Regions from separate parts of the Sus scrofa genome. Here all the other regions are linked to region 3. The links are chromatin contacts, called in public Hi-C and HiChIP or PLAC-seq maps. All regions are on one chromosome and are shown on one strand. Each heading gives the region's core, a stretch centred on a gene start, on an enhancer-like site or on the middle of the called end of the contact. The rest is flanking DNA. Distances are from core to core; before and after follow the strand shown.

Region 1 (3,613 bases), core at 724-3,223, 63 kb after region 3:
GGGGGCTCCTGTGGTCTGCCCCACACCCCCATCCCTTGGGACCTGCCTCAGGTGGGGCAGGAAGCCCTTCCCTCTGTCCCCAGCACCCCACTGCCCTCGCCCTCCCCCACCCCCCTCGGTTCTGACCACATGGCCCAGAAAGGCCCAATCAGAGCCAGCTGCAGGCAGCCAGGCCTCTGGTTGAGATCAGCGGGTAGCAGGGAGCATGCTCACATGCCCACTCATGCCCCGTTCTCCCAGTGGCCGCAGGAAGGGGAGGGGTGCTGGGCTGGAGGGAAACTGAGGCCCGGAAATGGAGAGGCCTTGGCTTCTGCTTCTAGCCCGGGCCCGGCCAGCCGTTCGGATCTGGCTCTCAAAAGCCATCCTCTGGTCGCTGGGGAGCCAGCCGGCCAGGGCCCATGCCCTGCTGCCTGCCTGCTCCAGCCTAGCCCGGTCTCCCCGAAAAGCTGACAAAAGCCAGCTGCCCTCCCAGGGGTCGCTCGGCAGGCAGACACCCGGAGGCGTGATGCCTGCCCTGCTCTGGCACGGGCGGGAGGCTGCCAGGGGGGCCCTTGGAAATCTCCTTCCACTCCCACTCCCAGGGGCTCTGCAGCTCTTTCCGGAATGGCTTCCCGATGAGGTAATGCCGCTTGGAGCGAGGGAGGAGGCCACGGGAAACGCTGCTGGCCTGGCCCCAGTTCGCCTGGAAGGTGGCTGCTCGCGGCCTCCGGGCCTGCCCGCCCTGAGCTGCCAAGCAGGGAGAGGACGCCGGGCCCGGGAGCTTGGCAGCTCGCTCTGGGGCACCAGGGGGGACCTCAGGCATCCGCCCATCTCCTGGCCCCGACCGTGTGGCCCCCAGACCCAGCCTTGGCCGCATCCTCACTCTGAGCCTGAATCCCTGGGCCCAGGGCCGGGTGGGAGTGGATGCTGGGCCGCGAGGGAGGCCCCGCAGGGCCGTCGGCTCCGGGAACCGCTCTGCTTGCTCGCTCCGACCTGCCAAGCTGCTTATTCCTGGAACACGAATCTTTTCCGGCCACAGAGCTGAGAGCTCGAGGCCGCCCGCCTTCCTGTGCCGGGGCCAGACGGAAACGCCAGGCTGGCGGCTGCGGAGCACAGGGTGGCTAGGGCTGTCCGCCTGCGACCCCCTCAGGCCGCCTCTGGCTCCCTGCGAGGCCGGGGCCCCCTTCCCTAGAAAGCCTGGCACCTCTCCCTTCCTGGGGGCTCTCATCAGGCTCCCCTGCAGGTGGAACCTGCCCAGGGGGAGCCAGAGAGAGATGGGAACAGAGCAGGGAAGTGGCCCAAGGAGCGACTCACCTCCCTCCCCACGGCCCTGCGCTGCTGGGTGGCAGAGGCCACAGGAGCCAGCAGGACCCAGCAGCCCTGGGACCTCCCAGGGGGCGGAAGGCACTAAGGTGTGAAATTGCCCTGGCACAGCAGCCCCACGAGGCCTCATCGCGTCCTCCCTGGGACCTGGGAGCCAGAGAAGGGTCACGTCCTCAGAGGTTGGGCCCGGTAGGAGGCCACGGGATGCTGGTGGTTGTGCCCAGGGAGCAGGGCAGGCCTTGGCTTCTGCAGGCCCGGCTGGCTCCTGTCTGCTGGCTCCTGGCTGGGCCTCCATTTCCCCATCTGCAGACGGGAGGCGGTGGGGGGTGGGGCTCAGCAGGCCGCCGGGAGCCCCCCAGGCCTGACGGCCCAGGACCAGGACCGCAGCTGTGTGGGGCAAGCCTCTCTCTGGGCCTCGCCTTGAATTTCGGGTTGGAAGAGACCCAGAGACGGCAGGGCAGCGCCCCATGCACAGAGGAAGGCCTGGCAGGCCCGGGTCGTGCGGGAGTTAGCCGCCGGGCCAGGATCCTAGCCCAGACTCCTCTGCTGGCCCCGAGTGACCCAGCTGGGCCTCCTAGGGCTCCCACCCGCTTTCCCTGCACAAAGCACCAGCCCCTGCGCTGGGAGGGCCACCTCCAGCTCCCCGGGTTGGAACTGCTCCCCTCTGCTGCCCTCTGGTGGCTGAAGGGACACATGGCGGCCCAATCCCCAAATCCCTGGCACTGTGGGGCCAGGCACGGACAGACCCAGGGACACCCACAAATGTGGGTACCCACAAGCTGGCACGCCCACAGAGACACATGTGCCCTCACTCGGAGCCCTGCTAAGAGCATCACCTGTGTTATCAACCACCTCGGTTATTTCACTGATTCTTCCTATTTTCCCATGGACCCGGCTTTTTTAAGAGTCCCCTTTGCAGATGGAGACTCTAAGGTTCTGGGAGTCAGTGGGCCCGATGGGTGGGCCCTGTGGCTGGTGATGTTTGCCATCGGACACCTGGAGTGGAAAAGCCCAATCAGCAGCCACGGGGCCTTGAGGCTGGGGGAGGGGGGAGGGGAGGGGAGGCTGGGCTCACTGTTCTATGGGGGTGGGATGCCCTGATAGAGGAAGAGAAGGGCCCGGGTCATGGGAACAGGAAGGTGTGTGTCTGGGACACTCTCCCGGGGCTCCGGGTGCAGGGCCAGGAGTGTGGTGGTGCCACCATCCTGAGGCCTCCAGCCTTGGGGGCCAAGGGGAGACACGTCCCACAACCACACCTGGAGTCCCCAGAGCCATCAGCACCATCTGCTCTGGCTTTTAGCCTTCAGGGCCAGGCTCTGCACTCACTGAGTCCCCACCCAGGGTCAGCTCTCAGCCCAGGGGCTGCACGCCCCTCCCCCAGGCCTGTCCTGGTCACCCAGGGCTTTCGTGGGGGAGGGAGATGCGCTCAGAGAGGTCCAGAAACCTGCCTGAGGCCACATGGTGGCTGTAGCGGTGGGCTCTGTAAGGCCCGCATTTCTTTCTTTCTTTCTTTCTTTCTTTCTTTCTTTCTTTCTTTCTTTCTTTCTTTCTTTCTTTCTTTCTTTCTTTCTTTTTTAAAGCTTTTTAGGGCCGCACCTGCCGCATATGGAGGTTCCCAGGCTAGGGGTTGAATCTGAGCTTCAGCTGCCAGCCTACACCATGGCCGCAGCAATGCAGGATCTGAGCCTCATCTGCGACCTACACTACAGCTCACGGCAATGCCGGATCCTTAACCCACAGAGCAAGGACAGGGATCGAACCTGCAACCTGCAACCTGCAACCTGAGATTGTTTTCACTGCGCCGTGACGGAATGCCTTTCAATTTTTTTCTTTTTTTTAAGGCCCACCTTTCTGAGAGCATCATCAGGATGGGAGCTGGGAGGGCTGATGGGTGAGCAGCTAAGACGGTGCTGGGGGCCCCCTCTCTGCAGGGCCTTGCTCACGGGGGCGCCCCTCTGCCTGATAACGTCTAACATCCTTATTGGGGTCTTCAGCCAGGTTCCAGGCCTGCCCACCCCCGGTCCCCGGGCCCTGCCTGGACCCCGTGACAGTGAGCATGATGCTGGCGCCAGGCTGGGCACAAGACAGGGACCCAGCAGAGCCAGATGGTTTCAGGGTGGGAAGAGCCATCATCCACTGAGCCCAAGAGTCAACTCTGGCCCCTGGGGAAGCTGAGGCCCGGGTCGAGGAAGGGCTCGACCAGGCCCAGTATGGGTGGGACCAGAGTCGGGATCCAGGGGGTTCCCTTCAGGCCCCATGTCTGTGGAACGGAGTCCCAGGGGCACAGTGGGGACAGAGGACAGGTGGCATC
Region 2 (3,713 bases), core at 412-2,911, 43 kb before region 3:
TCCTGGGACCCAGCTGGGCCTAGGGACCTGGGCGCCCCATGGTTCCCTCAACTGCTACCCAGCCAGGCCTGATTCCCATGGGGCAGGGTGTGAGGAGTGCCTGACCCTGAGGTCCAGGGATGCCCAGGGTCTCTCTTGAGTGCCCCTGGGCAAGGGGGTGTAGGAAGGGTGGGGACACAGGCCTGGCTTCCTGCAGGTGGGCCTCCCACCCCTAAGAGGCCCTAAGGTCAGCTCCTAGAGGCATGGCCCAGACCTCACCTGCTCGGGGCTCTTAGGGTTAGGCCTGACCCCTGTTTCAGTAGCTGTCCACTCATCAGCCCGGGCAGCTGGGCCTCCTCTTCCACCCCCCATCTCTGCCTGAGTCAATGCCCAGATGCCTTTGGTGTCACTTCCCAGTGTTTCTCGAACCTGCACACTTCAGGGCCCTCCTGAGTTACCCACTACCGTGGTCCAGGCACATCTGCTTTGGCCCGAGCCCAGTGGCCACCACCTCTCAGGTCCCTCCACTTACACAAGGCCCTCTCCTCTCATGGCAGCCAGAGGGACCTTGGGCAAACGCAGAGTGGCTGGGCCATGCTCCAGTCCTGTGGGAAAGCCACTGGTGTGACTTGCCCAGGCCTATCTGGGAAACTGAGTTAAATTAAGTCAAAGAAGTCTCCTTAGGTTTGAACATTAAAGGCTTGTCAGAGCCTTTAATGGGCTCACCACAGCATGACTCCAAAGAGGACACTGTGGGCAGCAGCTCTGGTCAAATTCATCCAGGGGGACCTCTGAGTCCACGTGCATCTCATGGCCTTTTCAGGGAACAGTCACCCCCTCCTCAGCCTGGGTCCTTAGGGTTCCCAGGTACCGGCCGCCAGCCTCACAGGGCCTCACCTGCCAGTTTCCGCATGGCTCTGGGCCACCACACCAGAGTCTGTGCTCCCTCTAATTGCACATTTAGTGGGCATTTATTATTTTTTTTATTATTTGCATTTTTAGGGCTGCACCCACAGCATATGAAATTCCCAGGCTAGGGGTCAAATCGGAGGCGCAGCTGCAGGCCTACACCGCAGCTGCTGGCCTATACTGCAGCCACAGCAATGCTGGATCCCAGCTGCCTCTGTGACCCACACTGCAGGTTGCCACAATGCCGGATCCCAGACCCACTGAGCAAGGTCAGGGATTGAATCCACATCTTCACAGATCCTAGTCGGGTTCCTTACCCCTGAGCCACAAGGGGAACTCCCAGTGGGCACGAGGCATCGGGCTAGGTGCTGGGGACACTGAGGAAAGAGTACACGTCCCTGGAGCTCAGAGCCTGCGGGGGGTAATGGACCACGCCAGGGCAGATAAGGAACACGGGAGTTGGTGGGGCGGGGGGCGCGGGGCCGAAAGACCAAGCAGCCCTGGCAGCCCCAGCGGCCTGGAGCATCAGCCGGGCCTGAGCGTCCTCCCTGGACGCGAAAGGTTTCACAGCACCAGCACCCCTCAGCAACCGCGGCACCCAGATGACAGCATGGATATCGCCCCGGCCGCAAAAATGTTCAAACCTCCCTCCGCCTTCCCGGCCACAGGAGGGACCGACCGCCAATTCCCCCGTGAGTCACGGCCCACGCGGGCTCCAGGCTCCCCCGCTGCGCTCGGAGTTTATTAAGTCGCCCGTCGTAGGCCACGCCCCTCCCCGAGAGCATCCAATCGGAGCACGCGGCCTCCTGAGACCCGCCCAGCCCCGGCGCACCTACTGCCCGACGCGCCGGCGCTCGCTCTGGTTACAAGGACCAAAGAAGCCCTCGTTCCGCCGCGGGGGCGTCGCAGTTTCCTTTGGCTGGAGGGTTAGGACAGCTCAACCGAGGCCCCAGGCAAGGTCATGAACGCGGCGCCTTGGAGCCGCGCTGGCTCCTCATCTCGCCGAGTCTGCCTGCGCGGCCCGCCTGGCCCGTGTTTGTGGGCCTCGGACCCGACATTCCCTGCAAGGGCCAGTCTTCTTGTCCTCGGCCTGGGCAAGGAGTTGGGCTCAGAAAGGGCCAGGGGTTTCCCTGAGGTCACACTGCTGGTGTGTGGCTGAGCCGGGGCCTTCCGCCCGGTGGTCTCCTGTTCCTGGGTTCCTTCTGGGGCACCCTGACCCCTCCCCAGCGTCTCACGGCTGCTGGGGCGAATATCTGTGGGTCAGGGGACCTACTGGATGCTGGCCTCCCTACCCTCAGCCTCCCCCGGGCTGGGGCACATGGGCTCCTGGAGGATGCCTCCCTCTGGGGGTGACCACAGACCACCTGCTGGGCAGCTCCCCCAGTCCCCAGCTCCCACAAGGGCCCCTGCTGAGCCCGGCCGGGAGCCTCAGACCCCCCTGGTGGTGGGCCCTCTGGCTGGCCCCCGGGCATTGGGGGTCCTGGGCCTCCCTCCGGTGACCCCTGCAGACAGGGCCTTCCTTGCTCCTGGCCCTGCCACCCCCCACCTGCCCCCCCACTCTGGGCACATCCCCAGCCGCTGAGAAGGGGTTCCACTCGCTCCTGCCCGGTCCCACCTGCTGAACCCAAGGCTTCTGGTCCAGGAAGAGTCATCCCTTTCCAAGGCCTTGGGTCCAGGCCAGCGGACCGCTCTAGGCAGGGCTTGGCGGCCCACCGCTCCCGGCTGCCACTGCCTCCTGCTGCCACACGGTGTCGCTGTTGGGAAAGGCACAGCCTGATGGCAGGGGCCGCCCAGCTGGCGGTGGTCCAGGCCCCCTTCTGGCTGGCCAGGAAGAGGGGGAACTAGAGGGATGACAGCAGGGCTGGGCCCAGCGCCAGTGAGGCGCCCAGGACACGGAACTGAAGGAGGCGCTCACCCTCTCAGGGCAACAGGGCAGCCGTCACTCTGACAGGTGGGGCCAGGGCCAACAGGGTGGGGTGGGGCACTCTGCCTTCCCGGTGCTTCCTCCATAAAACACCTTACAGAACGTGCTTTATGACTGGGTGGTGTAAAGGTGAATATAATGCAAGCCGGGTTCATTGTTATAGGTACCATATGTTCTGTTGTGTGTGTTATTATATACATTGCTATACATATTGTATATTGTGTGTCACATATATTTAATATTGTATTCTTTTTTCCTTCAGAGTTTGAAAGGACTTTAAAGTGTTTTGTGGGCCCCTAATGGTATGTGGGCCCTGGCTCTGTGCCCACCGTGCTGATAGACAGGCTGGCAGTGCCCTGTGAGGGCCCCCAGAGATGCTGGGCCTTTGCCACCTCAACCTGAGTCCTAGACCTGGGTGACGGTTCCATCACTCGCGCTCATGTGGCCAGTTGGGCCCTGGCTTGGCTCCAGGCTGTAGTGTCTAAATGCTGGACTGGCTCTGCCACCCCTCCTGGGGTCCAAGGTCAGAGGTAGCCCTGGAGGACCTTAAGGCCCACCGTGTCTCAAAGGGCCACCCTGGACACCCAGAAGTCCCTCGAGTCTCTCAGATGGGTCACCTCCTAGGAGGAGCAGGGACACGCAGGCCTTTCTCCTGTAGAATGCAGCTGCCTTGGTGGCCTGCAGCTGCCTTGGTGGCCTGCTCCTGGACTCAAGCTGAGCCACTCTCGAGTGGACTCATCCACAGCTCTGACATAGACCTGGCCTGCCTGGGAAGCTCACAGTCTGGGGGAGGCAGCCCTGGGAGCCCCCAGCCTGCTCCCCTGCTGACCAGCCCCAGGAGCCAATCCCTGGATAGGCAGCAGGTGACACCAGGCACCCAGCTTGGGTCCAGGGCTCAGGT
Region 3 (3,694 bases), core at 1,148-3,647:
AGCGGTCAGCCACCACCCCCATCTCCCTGCGGAGACCTTGAGGCCAGGATCCGGGGCATCAAGTGGCCAGAGAATGGGTGTGGCAGGGCCCCAAGGCAGGCCAGGGGCCACTCTGGGCTCGCCCTGATTGCAAACAAAAACAGGAACACCAGGGCCATCCTCCCGCCCGCCCGCCCGCCACAGCTCCTAAGACCCTGTCCCCTACTTGGCACATTCCTTCTATGAAATCCAGCGATAAAGAACAGAAGGGCACCAGTTTCATTTTCAGAACCTCGCTCTTGTGTGCAGCTCCTCAAAAATAAATTCAGCCCAGACGAGAGCTCCCAACACAAGCAGAAGCCCCTGGCCGGACCCACGTCCCCATGGGGAGTCTCTAGTAGAACTGGGCTGCTCTCAGGACAGGGACAAAGGCAGGACAGGGCAGCCTGGTGCCAAGGCAGGGCCTCTCTCGGTGCGGCCAGCTCCACTGTTTGCAGTGGACGCTCAGCGCCATCACAGACCCGGTGGGGCAGGGCACGGGGGGCGGGGGGGGGGCAGGAGAGGGGCCTCCGGAGCCGTGGCAAATAGCAGCCCCCGCTAAGTGGCCCTGGGGGTGGGGAAGGCCTCCTCGGATGCTCAGGCCTTTCCCAGCTCCCAGTGTCTGGCCGGTAGGCCCGTGGAGAGGGTGTAAGCCATGCCCCTTGTTTCGGGGTGAATCGTGGGGAGCTCCACCAGTCTGAGCAGGATGCCACACCATCCCTGCCTGTGGTGCCATACGTCACAGGTCACCTGTGGACCCGGGAAAACGTCTCCTGCATTTTACAGGCAAGGCCCTGGCGGAACTTGGGCTTTTGAAAATGACTCACCCCGTCACGGCCGATGCCACGGCAAGCAGCGGCTCCCGGCTGGAGCGGCGCCCCTTCGGCAGCTGCGCCCCCGCTTCCGAGATCACTCCTGAATGTCCCACCCCGGGGGTTTCATGTCTGCTCACTGCCTCTGATAAAGTCATAACTACAAATCCCAAACGGGGGACAGGGGAGGGGGGGGGTGTGCGTGTGTGTGATGGCCTCGCAAAAAATACGGCGAGGAACGCATGACCGGAGGAAGCCAACTTTGAGCCTCCGGGTGGGGGCCGGTGGGCAAAGACCTCATCGGAATGGTCTCCTGCTTCCTCTGGCTTCTGGCCCCAGATCTGGAAACCCGGGGAAAGGGAGGCTTGAGGCAGGCCTGGGCGACTCGGGCCTCTGTCCACGTTCCCGGAAACACAGCCTCCAAGTGCCAGCTCACAGCTCTGGGGTGTTATGGAAACAGGCTCCCCTCCCCATTATTTTGTGGTCAAAGCACGCAGCAAGGTTATCCAAACCACATCAATACGATGAGGGAGCGGAAAGGGGAAATCACACCTGCGAGACGGTCATATTAAAAAGCGGGCTTAATCCCCTCCTGTTACGGGTTTCATTTTAACAGGACAGGTACACGCAGGTTCAAACATGCATTTTAAAATCCCCAATAACTAGAACCAACGAACTAAAATAAAACGAACACAGTGCTGGCCTACAGAGACCACCATGGCCTCTGAAACCCAACTTTGAAGAAATTAATTTCAGTGTTACCTTAAAACCCTGTAATTACGGCAAACGTGCATTCCTTCACCCCTTTCTTGCTCCCCACAAATTCCCCAGGGCTGCCGGCTGGGCCCGTGTGTCAGCCACCTATAAAGGGGAATTTATTATGAAAAGTTATGAGATGTCTTTCATTTTATGCCACCATAAACAACCGCTTCCACATTCGGAGCTTTATGCCACCAGCCCGAAAGGCCGAAGCTGGACCCAGGGCTGCCCGAAGCCAGCTCTCCATAAACGCCTGACCAGCAAGAAAAAAAAAAAAAAGCAGCACTGCTGGTTTAGGAAGTGAATGCAAGATTTCAATTTTTCAAGGAAGGATGGTAGCTTCCGAATACCCCTTCCCAGCCCATCTAATCTCAAAACAGACGTCTTCTGGTTTCCTTCTCTTCCACTCGGGCGCCTGCTAAGGCTCTCTTCCATGTTCAACAAAATTCTCTCTGGCAAATGGTCTGCACACCTGAGACTGGAAGCCGTTATTCCCCAAATTCCAAGTTCCACAATTGTAAGGCCGGCCATGGAGTTCCTGCAAGCTGGTGTGGCTTCAGGTTCAAGAACAGCCTCCTTCCCCGGTCCCCTGGTCTGTGGAAGGCCTGCCCTACAGAAGGGCTCCTCTTAGAAATCCCGTCATTAATATTTAAATATTCACTAAGTAGCGAAAGTGAGAAATGCACTTACCGTCCTCAAGAGTCGCCTTGAACCCGATCGAGACTGGGGCGCGCTGGTCGACTGCTCTGCCCTTGTCGGAGGAACGCGCGCGGACGCGGCCAGCGCTGCGCTGTCGTGCTCGCGGCTGCACAGGCCCTCGGCCACCGGTCTGAGTCCTGGGTTCCGAATGATTCTCTCCTTCACGTGTCGAAAGGGCAGAGAGCAAAAGCAGTGCCACCTCCCGTAACTCTTCGGAGGGCGAGACAGCTCCTGGACCGCCAGGGCGAAGCGCACGGCCAGGCCCCACTGTCCTGGTCCCGCACCGCGCCTCCGACCGCGCGGCTCGTCTTCTCCAGGCTCCGGCTTCCCTTGACTGAACGACCGGACCTCCCCGCTGAGTGGCCCGCAGGGCACTGCCTCCACGTCCGCGACCTGCGCCGCGAGGGACCTTTGTCCCAGACGAAAACGAAAGCGCGCGGGGCCAGGGGCGCCCACGCCCTGCCGCGGAGGTCTGCGCCGGCGCGCCCCGAGACTTTCTCCAAGTTCACGTGCATCCCGGGGCGGCAGGGCGTGCGCCGCGGGCCCGAACTTCCAGCGGCCGGCCGTCGGGCGCGCTGCGGGGCGCAGGCGGTCACAGGACGGCGGAGCGGCGCGGGCCTGGGGCACAATGGGAGCCGCCGGGTGGGCGGACGGGCGGACGGGCGGGCGAGCGCGGGGACGGCGCGGGCCCGGCCTCTGCGCGGCCGCTCGTCTAGCGCGGCCGGGGCGCCGAATGCGGCGGCGACGGCTGGGCACAGACGCGCCGCGCGCCCGGTGCATGCTAATGGCCGGCGGCCGCGCCATGAATTATTCAGCAGCGGCGCGGAGAGGGCGAGCGCGGCGCGGAGGGCGGCCCGGCCCGCGTGTCCCCCGCCGCTGCGAAGCCGCCGCGGCGACTTCCCAAACTTTCCCCGGTCGGCACCGAGGATGCGGCCCCCGCGGCGCCTCCGTCCCCGCCCGAGCGCGCCGGCCGCGCTTCCCCCGTTGCCGCCTATTTTATGTCTTTTGTCTCGGAGTTGGCACCTGTCCCAGAGAGCGCGTTTCCCTGCCCACCCCTTCGCCGCCGGATCAGGCCGGGGGAGGGGGTACGGGGGACCTGGAGAGGAGGGGACAGGGAGGAGGGGGAGCAAGGCGCCTACGGCCCCGCAGTCCGGGGAGACCGCCCGGGGGCGGCGGCCGCGCCGCGCTCCCGGGCGCCCCTGTTCCGCGGGGAGGTCAGGGCTTCTGCTGTGCCCGGAATACCAACAAGGCCTCCCGGGGCCCCCGGCGGTGCCCGCTGCGGGCGAGGACCGGGCGCGGCCCCTCCTCGACTCCCCCCCCCCCCCGCGCCTCCGCCGCGCACCCTCCTCCCGGGGCGGGCGCGCGCGGGCGGGGCGGGAGGCGCGAGCAGCGGATTCGCCGCCCGG

What was found. Hi-C and Micro-C count contacts between places; a contact is called where the count stands out from the background. HiChIP or PLAC-seq counts read pairs in DNA pulled down with a chosen protein or histone mark.
Region 1: a contact with region 3 is called in an H3K27ac HiChIP or PLAC-seq map of skeletal muscle. The contact joins the enhancer-like site here to the promoter of LOC110260611 in region 3. A contact is called at or near these places in 15 of 47 Hi-C or Micro-C datasets (alveolar macrophages, blood, brain and 10 more) and 2 of 2 datasets of contacts at active chromatin or transcription factors (alveolar macrophages and skeletal muscle).
Region 2: a Hi-C map of alveolar macrophages shows a contact between it and region 3, with 2.1 times the contacts expected there. The contact joins the enhancer-like site here to the promoter of LOC110260611 in region 3. A contact is called at or near these places in 4 of 47 Hi-C or Micro-C datasets (alveolar macrophages, embryonic fibroblasts, fetal heart ventricle and 1 more) and 2 of 2 datasets of contacts at active chromatin or transcription factors (alveolar macrophages and skeletal muscle).

Annotation. Positions count from the first base shown.
Region 1 is chr5:3,495,483-3,499,095 of Sscrofa11.1, forward strand. No RefSeq gene overlaps it. Among named protein-coding and RNA genes, the nearest start is that of WNT7B, 24 kb to the right of the region's middle. Within about 2 kb of position 1,974, at least 46 of the 83 cell types and tissues checked have an H3K27ac peak or open chromatin away from gene starts, as enhancers often do. A contact at or near this core is called in alveolar macrophages, brain, fetal skeletal muscle and 6 more, where this site is marked.
Region 2 is chr5:3,390,385-3,394,097 of Sscrofa11.1, forward strand. No RefSeq gene overlaps it. Among named protein-coding and RNA genes, the nearest start is that of PPARA, 71 kb to the left of the region's middle. Within about 2 kb of position 1,662, at least 49 of the 83 cell types and tissues checked have an H3K27ac peak or open chromatin away from gene starts, as enhancers often do. A contact at or near this core is called in alveolar macrophages and embryonic fibroblasts, where this site is marked.
Region 3 is chr5:3,432,517-3,436,210 of Sscrofa11.1, forward strand. LOC110260611 reads right to left here and starts at 2,398. Exons shown (of 8, transcript XM_021091381.1): 1 at 2,280-2,398; 2 at 1,593-1,691. The coding sequence starts at 1,624.